Regions from separate parts of the Ovis aries genome. Here region 1 is linked to region 2. Evidence: chromatin contacts called from public Hi-C data. All regions are on one chromosome and are shown on one strand. Each heading gives the region's core, a stretch centred on a gene start, on an enhancer-like site or on the middle of the called end of the contact. The rest is flanking DNA. Distances are from core to core; before and after follow the strand shown.

The links. Hi-C and Micro-C count contacts between places; a contact is called where the count stands out from the background.
Region 1: a Hi-C map of hypothalamus shows a contact between it and region 2, with 2.3 times the contacts expected there. The contact joins the promoter of MAN1C1 here to the promoter of SELENON in region 2. A contact is called at or near these places in 13 of 16 Hi-C or Micro-C datasets (blood, hypothalamus, liver and 6 more).

Annotation. Positions count from the first base shown.
Region 1 is chr2:241,182,147-241,188,629 of ARS-UI_Ramb_v3.0, forward strand. It overlaps MAN1C1 (mannosidase alpha class 1C member 1), which reads right to left and starts at 2,794. Exons shown (of 12, transcript XM_042244546.2): 1 at 2,685-2,794.
Region 2 is chr2:241,013,519-241,019,531 of ARS-UI_Ramb_v3.0, forward strand. It overlaps SELENON (selenoprotein N), which reads right to left and starts at 4,725. Exons shown (of 12, transcript XM_060410647.1): 1 at 4,142-4,725; 2 at 2,627-2,744. The coding sequence starts at 2,675.

The DNA of each region.
Region 1 (6,483 bases), core at 1,544-4,043, 170 kb after region 2:
GAGATGTCATGACTAAAGGACTCACAGTGAGAAAGAACATGGCCCTTGGCCCCTTTGAACAGAAAGGGTGCCCATTAATGAACCCCACTCCCGTATTCTTGCCTCGAGGCTCCCCTGGACAGAGGAGCCTGGTGGACTACAGTCCAAGAGATCGCAGTGTTGACGCCTGAAGCGACTCCACACAAATCTTATTAGCATCTCAAAAAGGGAGGGAGCAAGGCCCACCTGGGCTCAGGACTAGACTGGAAAGACCAGAATCTGGGGGTGAGGGAAAGTTGGTCTAGGGCTTTAGCTACCATCTATCAGGAATGTGGATGGTTAACTGAACCCAGCGCTGGAAAAGTGTGCAGGAAGGAGTTGAAGGTGGGAAGTTTGGGAGGAGGGCCTCGAGCAGGTCAGGGAGCCCGGGAGTGACTGGGGGTGAGCGAGGATGGATGGAAGCACAAGAGCCATCTTTTAAAATATTCTGTGGAAGGAGGAGGAGAGTCCTTACCTCCTTGATTTTCTCCCGCTGGGTATGAACTAGGCTCTGGGGCTCCTTACTCCTGTCGGCCCTAGTCCCCAGGACCGGGTGGCGGAGGCGGCTCCGGAATGCCTTGAAGTCAAAGCTAGAGGGGACGCTCCCCTCCTGGGGTCTGAGGGCCGTGGCGCCGCTGCCCCGGGCCGCCGTGGCCTCCTCCCGGGGTCCAGTGGGGTGCGTGCGGCGCAGCCACCCTTTTCTGCGCCGGGAACTGGCTTGGCTGCCGGGGTCATCCTCCCCCGGGGCTGGAGCCGCGGGGGCCGGGTTGGGAGGAGATTCCTGTCCCCGGGCCCGCGGGTGGCTGGCGACTTGGGCCACCGCCTCCAGGCCGGGCTGCTGGGTCCGAGGGGCCAGGAAGAGGCGCTTGAGGCGAGAGGAGTTGGGCAGCAGGAACAGGGCCCCGAAGCACAGGGTGACCAGGCCGGAGAGGAAGAGAAGGAAGACGAACTTCTGCGGAAGCCGCAGCCCCCAAGGGGAGGCCGGGACGAAGCCGGGCACTTTCCTCACGAGCATCTTGACCCGGCACGGGCTTGGGGCACGCTCAGCTCCGGCCGAGCTCCTGAGGTCTTCGGAGTCCAGGCACTTGTCAGCAGCTGGGCTCGGCGAGCGGAGGTCGTCGAGGGCGCGCCGCCCTGGGTGGGGGTCCCTGAGAGTTTCGCCCTTTCGGGGGGCTTGTTCCCGGAGTTCAGGGAGTTTGGAGAGAGTCCTCCCGCGCCGGGACAGGGGGAGCGGCGGCGGCGGCGGCGGCGGCCTCGGCGGGGCCCGGGCGAGCGAGGCAGGAAGGCTCGGGGCCCGGGCCCGCGAGGGTCGACCGCGCACCGCAGCCTTCCCTCCGGCCGCCGCGCCGCCCCTCCTCGCCGCGGCCGGGGCCCGCGGGGCCCGCGCCCCTTCCCGCGCTGCGGCCGCCGCCGGAGCCCGTCACATGCCGTCCGAGGCGCCCAGGCTTGTCCACGCGGAGGGGCGCCCGCAGGCCTCGTCCCCGAGCTGAGCTGCCCTCAGCAACCCCCAACCACCCCGGTCCAAAGTTTGAGCCTCAGAAGCAGTTTCCAGAAGGGGTCGACTCCCGGGGGCTGGGGGGGTGACGCGGCCGGGCTGTCAGGAGCGCTCCGAGAGCGCGCTGGAGCGGCCGGGTCGCGACAGCGCTGGGGGCTTTGGCTATCGGGACACGTCCACAACTTTGCTCCGCCGCGGGGCGGGCGCCGGGGAGCTGGGGGCGGTGGTGGTCAGGCACTTCTGAGCCAGGCGAGGCAGGGTGGGGGTGCTCCCGGGAGCGGAGGGATGCCTGAGCCGGGTCCGGGGCGCAGTGCCGTTCGCGACCAGCCGCGGCGGGGGCGGCTGCAGCTGCGCTGGGGATGGGGTAGGGGGCGGAGTGCGGGCTCCCGCCCCGCTAACTCCGGGCTCCGGGTTCCCGCTGGGATCACCTGTTCCCGGTGCCCGCCGGCTCCGCGGAGCGCGCAGTCCCGGCTGCGCCTCCCCCGCTGCAGCTGGCTTCCTCGCCGCGGCCGCTCCAGACGGGCCGCCGCCGCCGCCGCCGCAGGCTGAGCCGCCGCCGCCGCCGCCGCCGCCGCCGCCGCCGAGCCTGCGCCCCAACACGCGCGCACACACAGCCCGGACGCCCCCGCCGCCGCCGCCGCCGCCGCAGCTCGGGCTCTCACCGAGGCAGCGCCCGCGGCCCCGCCTCCCGCCGGGCCACGCCCTCGGGCCACGCCCACTGCGCGCGCCCCGCCGTCCACCGCCGCCGCGGCGCCGCAGCCTGGCCAGTTGGCCTGGCGACCCGGGGTGGGGAGTGTGCTGGGGCCTAAGCCCGAGTCCGGGAGAGGGCCCGGGACTCCAAGCCACGCCCCCTCCATCCAAGGGCCGGCGCCGCCGCGCACACGCCCCCCCCAGCCCACCAGCACCAATGGTCCAGCTGCGCGGGGTTGGCGAGGGCGGGGGGTGGAGAGCGGCGCGAGGTCATTGGCTGCCTCGCAGGGATCCCCGTTGGGCTGCGGTCCCCCATTGGTTAGTGCCCCGCATTCGCCGGACTGGGAGCGACCGAGACACCCCCAACCTCCGCCCCGCTTCTTGCCCCCACCCGCGCGGCTCAGGTTGTTGGTCCCCTGGAGCGGGCAGGGGACCCAGGCGTCTGCTAGGGCTCTGGCGGCCGTTCGGTAACCTCACTCACCCCCTCAGTGCCAGTCCAGAATTGTCAGGGAGCCGGGAGCTTGCCCGGGGGTCCCAGAGCTTCCGCGAGAGCCTTGGAGGTGCTGCTGTGGCCGGCTGTGAGGAAGGGCTGGCTGAAGCCCCAGCCAGGGAGCTGTGGCCACGGTTGGGCTGGGTTTAGGCAGGGTTTCCACCGGACGCCGCCCCCCCCCTCCCCCGCCCCCGCACCGGCAGACCACAACTCTGCCTTCCTTTTCCTATGGCCCGAAACCAGGCCGGGGCCCCTGGGTGGGGCAGGGAGAGACGCTAACCGCAGCGGAGTGTAGGGCAAGGAAGGAGAAAACCCTGGTCGTGTGCGTAGAAGACCACACACGTCATGTGACATGCGTACCCAGATGCCTGCGTGTGTTTATGTGCACGTGTGTGCTTCTATGCCTAGATGCAGATGCACTCGGAGATTACAGTGGGTGTGTACCTGCACACAAACTTGCGCTTAATTTAGGTAGAAGCGATTTACCAAAGCGCATGTAGACGTATATGCATATTACACAGGTACTGATTTACATATTAGTATAAATAGTGACACGTACACACATAGCCACATGATACTCACACAACAGGTCCAAGAAACACACACGCGTACACACTGCCAGGCATAGAGACACAGGTGTCTCCACCCCAAGGCCCTCACCCTTTCCTCGCTCTTCTATTAAACCTAACCCAAGGCAAAGAAACACTGCTGTGTGGGTCTTTCATGCAAAACACTTTATAGAGACAAATAACAGCAGAGAGAGAGACAAATTAAGAGGTGTAATAGGCAAGAGGGAAAATATCCGCTTTCAGCTGCAATTTAAAATGAAATGCAGCGTTGATGAGACAGAAAATACTGCAGGGAGGCCTTTAGGACAGAAGCGGCCCAGGCGGGCTCGCACCTCATAAATCTTGCTTCTTCCCTGAGGCCTGCTACGGGTGGGACTCTGACATCCTTCTCCCTCTGGCCAGGCCACTGACAGCAGACCCTCCCCTGATGTTTAAATGCCTTTGGCATGTCAGTTTCTTTCCGCTGAAAATAAAAGATTGTTCTGGGTAACAGGTGCAAATATTTTGGTCACTGGAGATACATAGTTTCTCCCCACCCTACAAGCACACCCAACTTAGAAATGTGAAATGCCAGTTGAGGTGTTTCAGCCTCTCATCAGTTTGACTGGCAGGAGTCAGGTGCCTGGAACCAGCTGTGAACATCAGAGACAAGCATGTGGTCCGCTTGGATGCAGGAGCCCAGAGATCCGGCCAGGCTTTTGCCAATCTCCAATGCCCAAGCATCTCCCTGCCGGGACCCACCTTGGGCAGAGGGAGGCTTGTCTTTGGAGAACCAGACAGGAAGACAGCAGGCACTGGAGGCACCCCACAGCATATCACATTGAGAGTGCAGGGGAAGTCACTGTTCAGTCCCCTGAGAAGGGAGGACCCAGGAGAAGGGGAGGAGGGTCGGCAGAGTCTCAGAAGGCTATTTGAACTAGATCCTCACTGTGATTGTGACACAATGACCAATCTCCGGTATGCTGGTGAGCTGGGGTAGAAAGTGAGGTTGCAACAGGATTCCACAGACAGCCTACAAAAAACAAACAAACAAACAAAAACAGCCTGGGGGACAACTCCATTTCAAACCGATGTCATATTGGTGATTTCATGACGTTGGTGATCCCATAACCTTCTATAATCTCCCTAGCAAGCTTTGGAAGGAATGATGCTAAAGCTGAAACTCCAGTACCTTGGCCACTTCATGCGAAGAGTTGACTCATTGGAAAAGACTCTGATGCTGGGAGGGATTGAGGGCAGGAGGAGAAGGGGATGACCGAGGATGAGATGGCTGGATGGCATCACTGACTCGATGGATGTGAGTTTGGGTGAACTCCGGGAGATGGTGATGGACAGGGAGGCCTAGTGTGCTGTGATTCATGGGGTCGCAAAGAGTCGGACACGACTGAGCGACTGAACTGAACTGAACTGAACTGAACAAGCTGGCTGAGGGCCCATCTGGGCCCACCCCCATATCTCTAACCCTGGTAGACCTCACACACATTATGGCTCTTCTCTCACTGGATTTTACTATTGATATGCTGTCCCACAGCAGACTTGGTTCCTCACAGCGGGAACAAGCGTGGCTTGTTCACCTCTCTAACTGCCCCAAGTCATAACTACAATATCTGGCACATGAGTGCTGTGTTTGTTGAGTAATGAATGCATAGGCGTGGGAGTGGATGCCCATTTCACAGATGAGGAAACTAACGCTGAGGGGAGAGAACAGTAATGAACCAACATTTTCAATGTGCTGAATACATGTTGCTTCATTTACTTTCAGAACATTCTAATGAGATAGATATTATTATTAACAGGCTCATTTTACAAATAAGAATACTAAGCCTAGAGAGAGATTTAGGATAAGTTAAAAAGTATCTTTCTCAGTTCAATTCAGAAACTCAAGTGGGACTGGGAACAGAAATAAATAGCATTTTAAAATCTATTCTGTCAACAAATATTTATTGAAATTAGATACTGGGTATTGCACTGGTCTCGGGTTGGTCAAAGATGAGCAAAGCATGGTCCCGATTATTATGCATTCATTCTCAGTAAAGAGCTATTTACTCAACACCCATATGTGCCAGGGGCTGAGGAAAACAGCCCTAAAGAAGGCAGATGTGAAGCCTGACTTCAGGGAGCGTCTTGTCTAAGAGGCAACAGGAACCAGTTCAGCATCGGGCAGAGAATCACCATGCTGGGCCCTGTGCTGAATGCTTTGCCCTCATCCTGTCTGGTCTCACAATGGCTGTCTCTGAAAGATCCCAGCTTCAGAGATCGGGAAACTCAGGCCCGGGGGTGTGAAATGACTTGATCACACAAGGAAAAAATTCCAAATATAAAAGAAAACCAGATTCATCCAATGCTGGGATCTGTGCCCTTTCTGTTAATAATACTAATAGTAACTAAGCTTAATGGGGCACATACTATGTGCCAAACCCTTAAAATTGCACAGAGATTTTAAGGATCTTACCCAATGTCACACAGCTGGGAAGTGGCAGTAGAGAGATTTGAACCTAGTTGGTCAGCCTCCAGAGCCCTCAAGTCTTTCAGAGTCTATTGTTTCCCTTTTACAGTGCCAAGAAAGCAGGTGCTTGTAGGAAGTCTGAGCTGGGAAGGAACATTGGCCTCAGGCAGAATTTTCACAGGCTTGTTGGGAGGATTATATGAGTTCACTCAGCCATTCAGTAAGTATGTATTGGGTACCTGCTATGTTCCACGCAATATACTAGGCTTTAGCGAAATAATGAGGAGCAAAGATGGATACATTGTTCCCATCATGGAGACTGCAGTCTTAAGGGGAAGAGGAGTTTAAATAAATAATCTCCCAAATAAATCTGCAAACTGAGACAAAGGTGAATAATGTTGCTCTAAGAATGGCAGATCTGGACCTAGACTGGGGTTGAGGGAGAAGCGGTCAGGGAAGACAGCCTCTAAGTGGAACTGCCTGAGCCAAGAGTGATGGTGAGCGCACCGAAGCGGAGGGACAACATACGCACAAGTCTTGGGGTGGAGAGAATATGCTTTTGAGAACAGACTAGTCGGTGTGTCTGGAGCAGAGTGAAAGGGAAGGACAGGAAGCATCACTGAATGATTTCGGGGAGGAGCAGGAATGTGCGTGTAGGGGTGGGGGGGTGGGTGGATTCCGATTAACATTTTTAAAAGGCTACTGTAGCTCACTGAAAACAGAATGGAAGGCAGGAGCGAATGAAGTGGGCGCCTTTCAGAGGATATTGCAATAG
Region 2 (6,013 bases), core at 3,475-5,974:
CCTCCAGTGGCTTCTGATGGAAACCCCTGTTCCAAAGCATCCCAGTTACTTCTGCATTTCTAAGTCAAGGCAACAAAATTTCCAAACAGCAGTCTGGAAACCTCAGAGGAACGGAGCAACAGGAATATGTAGGGTTACTGGTCAGCTTCCTTATCCAATCATTTTACTGTTCTCACAGATAATTCTGACTAATAATGCCCTGCATGTTGTGGCTTTTTGGTTTTTAAATAAAAAGTTGTATTTCCCAACTTATATGTAAACTTTGCTCACTATAGACAATTTGTAAAAATGTTAAGCTACAAAGCAGAAAATTAGGCATACATAACTGTACCACCTAGAGAGGCCTGTTTGCTCTATTTCCCACTTAGATGTGGTGTTTCTTTTTGGTTTTATCTTTTGTTCATCCGACAGCTTGGTCCAGTTTTGTACTCACAGTGGCTTAGGTGGTAATGCAGGGAGAGATTATTTTCCCCGATGGAGAAAAAGATTTGTGTAAAAAAACTAAAAGCATCCCCAAGCTCAGCAAGCTTGGCCAACACGTCATTATGAGGGAACTCTGGCTCTCTAGGCGCAGAAAAGGACAAGGATGTGGCTGTGTGGCTGCTCGGAGCAGTGCATGCAAAATACGAAGTCAAAGCAAATCCGCACGGGACTGACCTGTGCACTTGCCCATCTGCTTTCATGACAGAACCTGACTGCCCCTGGGAGGCACTGACATATCTGCTCCACCAAATTAGCATTTTTCATCTGACTCTTCTCTGACAGGGACTGTGCCACCAGGCCGGGACTAAGCTGACCTACCCAACCCTATCCCGAGACACAGAAAGCCCATCTCGGACCTCAGGCGCTTACTTGCCTGAGAGCAGCTGGTATCTCTTTCTGTCTTTCCCATCTATTGACCTACTTACACCAGGCGATCTTGGTAACAAGTAGATGCCCAAGATCAGAAGTTCAAGAAACATCACAAGATATGGACACAGAGGTTAGGCTGGTGATGGAGTGGTGGAAGAGACATTTTATAATTCATTAGAATGCTTCAGCTCATCTTTACAACCGAAATCAAATTACATCCAGGCAAAAACAGGTGACAAAGTAGGATAGGAATCTGACAGTTCCCCAGGAAAGTTTAATATTTAGTAGTAATAGCAATAGCTCCTGTCTATTGATTATCCAGGCTTCCCAGGGGGTGCATTGGTATAAAGAATCTGCCTGCCAATGCAGGAGATGAAGGAGACACGAGTTCAATCCCCAGGCTGGGAAGATCCCTTGGAGTAGGAAATGGCAACCCACTCTAGTATGCTTGCCTGGAACATTCCATGAACAGAGGAACCTGACAGGCTACAGTCTGCTGCTGCTGCTGCTGCTAAGTCGCTTCAGTCGTGTCCGACTCTGTGCGACCCCATAGATAGCAGCCCACCAGGTTCCCCCCGTCCCAGAGATTCTCCAGGCAAGAACACTGGAGTGGGTTGCCATTTCCTTCTCCAATGCATGAAAGTGAAAAGTGAAAGTGAAGTCGCTCAGTCGTGTCTGACTCTTTGCAACCCCATGGACTGCAGCCCACCAGGCTCCTCCGTCCATGGGATTTTCCAGGCAAGAGTACTGGAGTGGGCGCCATCGCCTTCCCCAGGCTACACTCTACAGGGTCGCAAAGAGTCAGACACGACTGAGCACACACACCACGCCACTGACCATCTACTGCACTTTGCAGATGTTTTCTCTAATCCTCAAATCAGCTGGTGCAGGACCTGAAGACAGAGGCTCCCTAATCCTCGCCCTGCACCCTCCTCGCACCTTTCCTTCCTGGGCAGGCTGGAGAGCCTTCCTCTCCCCAGTCTCTCAAAGTATACACGTGAGGATCAGGTCAGCATCCATCTCACAGGCACTGCTAAGAGATAACTCAGAAGGTGCTTAAAGTGAGTCTGGTCCTGGGAAAGTGGTCAGAGAATGTTAGCTTGTAATATTCACCCGTGAGGAGAACAAGCTCGGAAAGGGGTGTGTGTGCGTGCATGTGTGTGTACTCATGGTGAGGCAGCTTGCCCCAACCACCCGCTAGAAAGTACCTCTAAAGCCCAGGGCAGCTGAAGGTGCTTCAAGTGATGTCTGGTCCTGAGGAAGGGGTCAGAGAATGTTAGCTTGTAATATTCACCTGTGAGAACAGGCTCAAGCATGTGTGTGTGTCTGTGTTTGTGTATGTGTGTCTGTGTGTCTCTGTGCGTCTGTCTGTGTGTGTGTCTGTGTGTGTGTGTCTGTGTGTGTGTCTGTGTGTGTGTGTGTCTGTCTGTGTGTGTGTGTCTGTGTGTGTGTGTCTGTGTGTGTGTGTCTGTGTTTGTGTATGTGTGTCTGTGTGTCTCTGTGCGTCTGTCTGTGTGTGTGTCTGTGTGTGTGTGTCTGTGTTTGTGTCTGTGTGTCTGTGTGTCTCTGTGTGTCTGTCTGTGTGTGTGTGTCTTTGTGTGTGTGTACTCATGGTGAGGCAGCTTGCCCCAACCACCTGCTAGAAAGTATCTCTGAACCCCAGGGCAGCCGCCTCCTACTCCAGGCAGTCCTCCTGCTCAGAGCAGACACAGAGCAAGAACCAGAGGGCGGCGCCCCAGGTCCCTCCTCCCGGGTCCCCAGCCTCTCCTGGTACCTGTCAGCTTCTCAGCGATGGGCTTGAACTCCTCGGGGCTGATGTACATGTCCCGGTCAGTGTCCAGGGAGGAGAAGAGGAAGAGGCCTTCTGTCCCCAGGGTTTTCAGTGCTGAATCCTGCTTGGGAGGAGGCTCTGGGTTGAGCAACCGGATACCCACTGGTATCCCAAACCGCTCTCACCACCACCTTCCCGAGTTCTTTCAGTCCATCCATCTCCGAAACATCTGTCCAAATGCCACTTCTGCACGCCACAGAGCCCAGGTCCCCGTTCCCATCCCTCTCGGTCCCTGCTACACTCCGAGCCTTCGTCCACTGTCCCCTCTCTGAGTGCCTGCTTCGTATCCGAATCCATCTAGAGTCACCCTCTTGGTCCACCCATCGTCCTCCCTGGTCTCCCCTCCCCACCGCCCCAGCGCCCCCGGCCCCGCCCGGATGCTCGGGTCCCAGCTGCGCTCGGTGCTTTGTCTGCGGTGAACTGTCCTAGTCACCCGTCCGCCCGCTCCTCTAGGAGCCGTCCCAGCCCCGGCCTCACTCGGGGCCCGTCTGCTCACCCCCGTCAGTCCTTCCTAGCCCGCCCGCTCTCTGAGCCCCCGCCTTTCCTTCCCGGCCGCCCTCCCGGCCCTCCGGCCCGTCCCCCTCCGGTCAGGCTGCCCTTCCATCCCCGCCCCGTCCCCCACCGGCCCCCGGCCCCTCGGAGCCCTGCCCGTCGGCGAGCCCCGCCGCCCGCGCCCACCCGAGCGTCCCCGGCCGGCCGCCGCGCCCTCCCGCCGACTCGGACCTGCCTCGCGGCCGCCTGGGCCTCGCTGTAGCGGGCGAAGGCCCGGGCGGCGGCGGCGGCCGCGGCGGCGGCGAGCAGCGCCCCGAGCAGCGCCAGGGCGCGGGCGCGGCGCGGCGGGGGCGCGGGCGGCGCGGCGGGGCCGGGGCCCGGAGGCCCGCGCTCGCCCGGCCGGGTCCGGCCCATGGCGGCGGCTCCGGGCGGGGTGGCCGCGGACGCGGAGCCGCGGCGGCGCGGGCGCGGGCGGGGCCGGGGCCGGGCCTGGGCGCCGGGGCGGGACGCGCGGGGGCGCGGGGTCCGGCGCACGGCGGCGCTGCTGGCTCGCGAGTGCAGGGAGGGAGGCGCGCCGGGGCCCCTGCTCCACACACCCTACCGGCCGGCGGTGTCTCCTTCCTTCACTTTCCTCTCCCGGAACGAAACCGGGCCTCCGCGTCCCGCCTAGCCTGGAGGAGCCCGGGAGCACTTCCAGGCCGAGCACCGCGAGGAGACGCGAGGGAAGCCAGAGGCGGGCCGGGTACCCAGTCTCCCCGCATCCCACCCTGCCTCTTATCCGACCTGCTTTCTGAAATGTCCCCAGTCATCGCGAAACAGAAAACTAGCCAAGTTCAGCCCTCCCTGTTTCTCTCATGGTCCTGCTGGAAGGCCACCTCTGCAGATTCACCAGGGACAGGAGCTACCCGTGTAAGGACAGACGGGCGCAGCGCTGAACCCTCAGCCGCGGGGCCCGAGTTTCTTCACCTGCAGGGAGGATTCAGAGAGGCTCTTCTGTGGGTTGGTTGGTGGTGTTCAGTCGCTCAGTCGTGTCCGACTCTTGGCGATTCCATGGACGCCAGGCTTCCGTGTCCTTCACCATCTCCCAGAACTTGCTCAAATTCATGTCCATTGAGTTGGTGATGCCATCCAATCATCTCATTCTCTGTCCTCCCCTTCTCCTCCCACCTTCAATCTTTCCCAGCATCAGGGTCTTTTTTAATGAGTCAGTTCTTCGCATCAGGTGGCCAAAGTATTGGAGCTTCAGTTTCAGCATCTGTCCTTCCAATGAATATTCAGGACTGATCTCCTTTAGGATGGACTGGTTGGATCTCCTTGCAGTCCAAGGGACTCTCAAGAGTCTTCTCCAACACCACAGTTCAAAAGCACTAATCCTTCGGTGCCCAGCCTTTTTTATGGCCCAACTCTCACATCCATAAAATGACTACTGGAAAAACCATAACTTTGACTATAGGGAAATACGCAGGTGGGTGGGGGGTGGCGGTCCCCAGGCACAGGGCAAGGCTGGCTGTGAGTCACCCTTCTCCCCTGCTGGACCTGGCTTGGCCACTGGGATGGTTTTTCTGGAGAACAACACTTAGGGGAGGGCGTTGGGCATAGAGGTGGGTGGAGTTTGAGGAAGTACTTTCAAGTTCTCAAAAATCTTGGTTCCACTGGGCCTCTTTTCTGTTATATCAAGGGCCCTGGGATCCCAGGGGTGGCTGTGCCTGCACTTTCCCACGAGAGGGCAGCAGCTGCCAACGTCTCTGGACAGGAGCCCAGAGTCTGGGGAGCAGGCCTGCAGTCTGTGGAGATGACTGCCAGCCCCAGGGCAGGGCACCACCCAGGTCTGGGATGTCAGGGGCGATTTAGCGGGTATTTAGCACCCACTGTGTGCTGGACTTGGTGCCATGAAATTCATGCCATTCTATTTCATCCTCAAGCCACCCAATGAGGCTTGTTTGCCTTATTTTAAAATTGAGGACCCTGGGAATTCCTTAGAGGTCCGATGGTTAGGGGGCTTCCCAGGTGGCTCAGTGAAAAATAATCCTCCTGCCAATGCAGGAGATGCAAGAGATGTGAGTCAAGAAGATCCCCTGGAGTGGGAAATGATAACCCACTCCAGTATTCTTGCCTGGAAAATTTCATGCATAGAGGAGCCTGGTGGGCTACCGTCCTTGGGGTTGCAAAGAATTGGCCACGGCTGAGCACACAGGCACGCACCCCAGTGGTTAGGACTCCTCTGTGTGTTCCCTGCTAGGGTCCAGGTTTGCTTCCTGGGCCAATAACTAAGATTCTGCAAGCCACACAGCAGGGCCCAAATAGTAGCAATAATAAATTAAAATTGAGGAGCCTGAGCCCTGACACCCAGGTCTATCTGAGTCCAAGTCTCTTGCCATGCTGCCTCTCAGGGATGATCCAGCTGACTGAGTGGTGGGGGTGGCACTGGTCTCTACCGCCACTCTGTCCGTCATGGGTAACCAGCCATGACAGTGCCGTGTCATGTCATGTCCTGCCTTCCCAGTGCCCATAAGTGACCTGGCACATAGTGGGCACTCTCATGTCCTTCGAATGACTGACACCCAGGGACCAAGATTGCGGACCCTGGACCCAACCCTTGCCCAGCTCTCTGCCCCCCCCCCCCCCATCCTCCGAGGGACCCACAGAGGCCTGGCATCTGGAGTTGACTTCTGAAGGCGTCCAACTGTGCCACTTCCAACTCATTATTGCTGATGTTTGGGGACACCCTGCATACGACAGATGCTATTAGAAAACCAAATTCCGTTCTTTCAGGAAGCAAACCTAACAGCACAAAGCAGGTTGGGGGGAAGATTGATGAGTCAAGGCCTCTGAAAAATA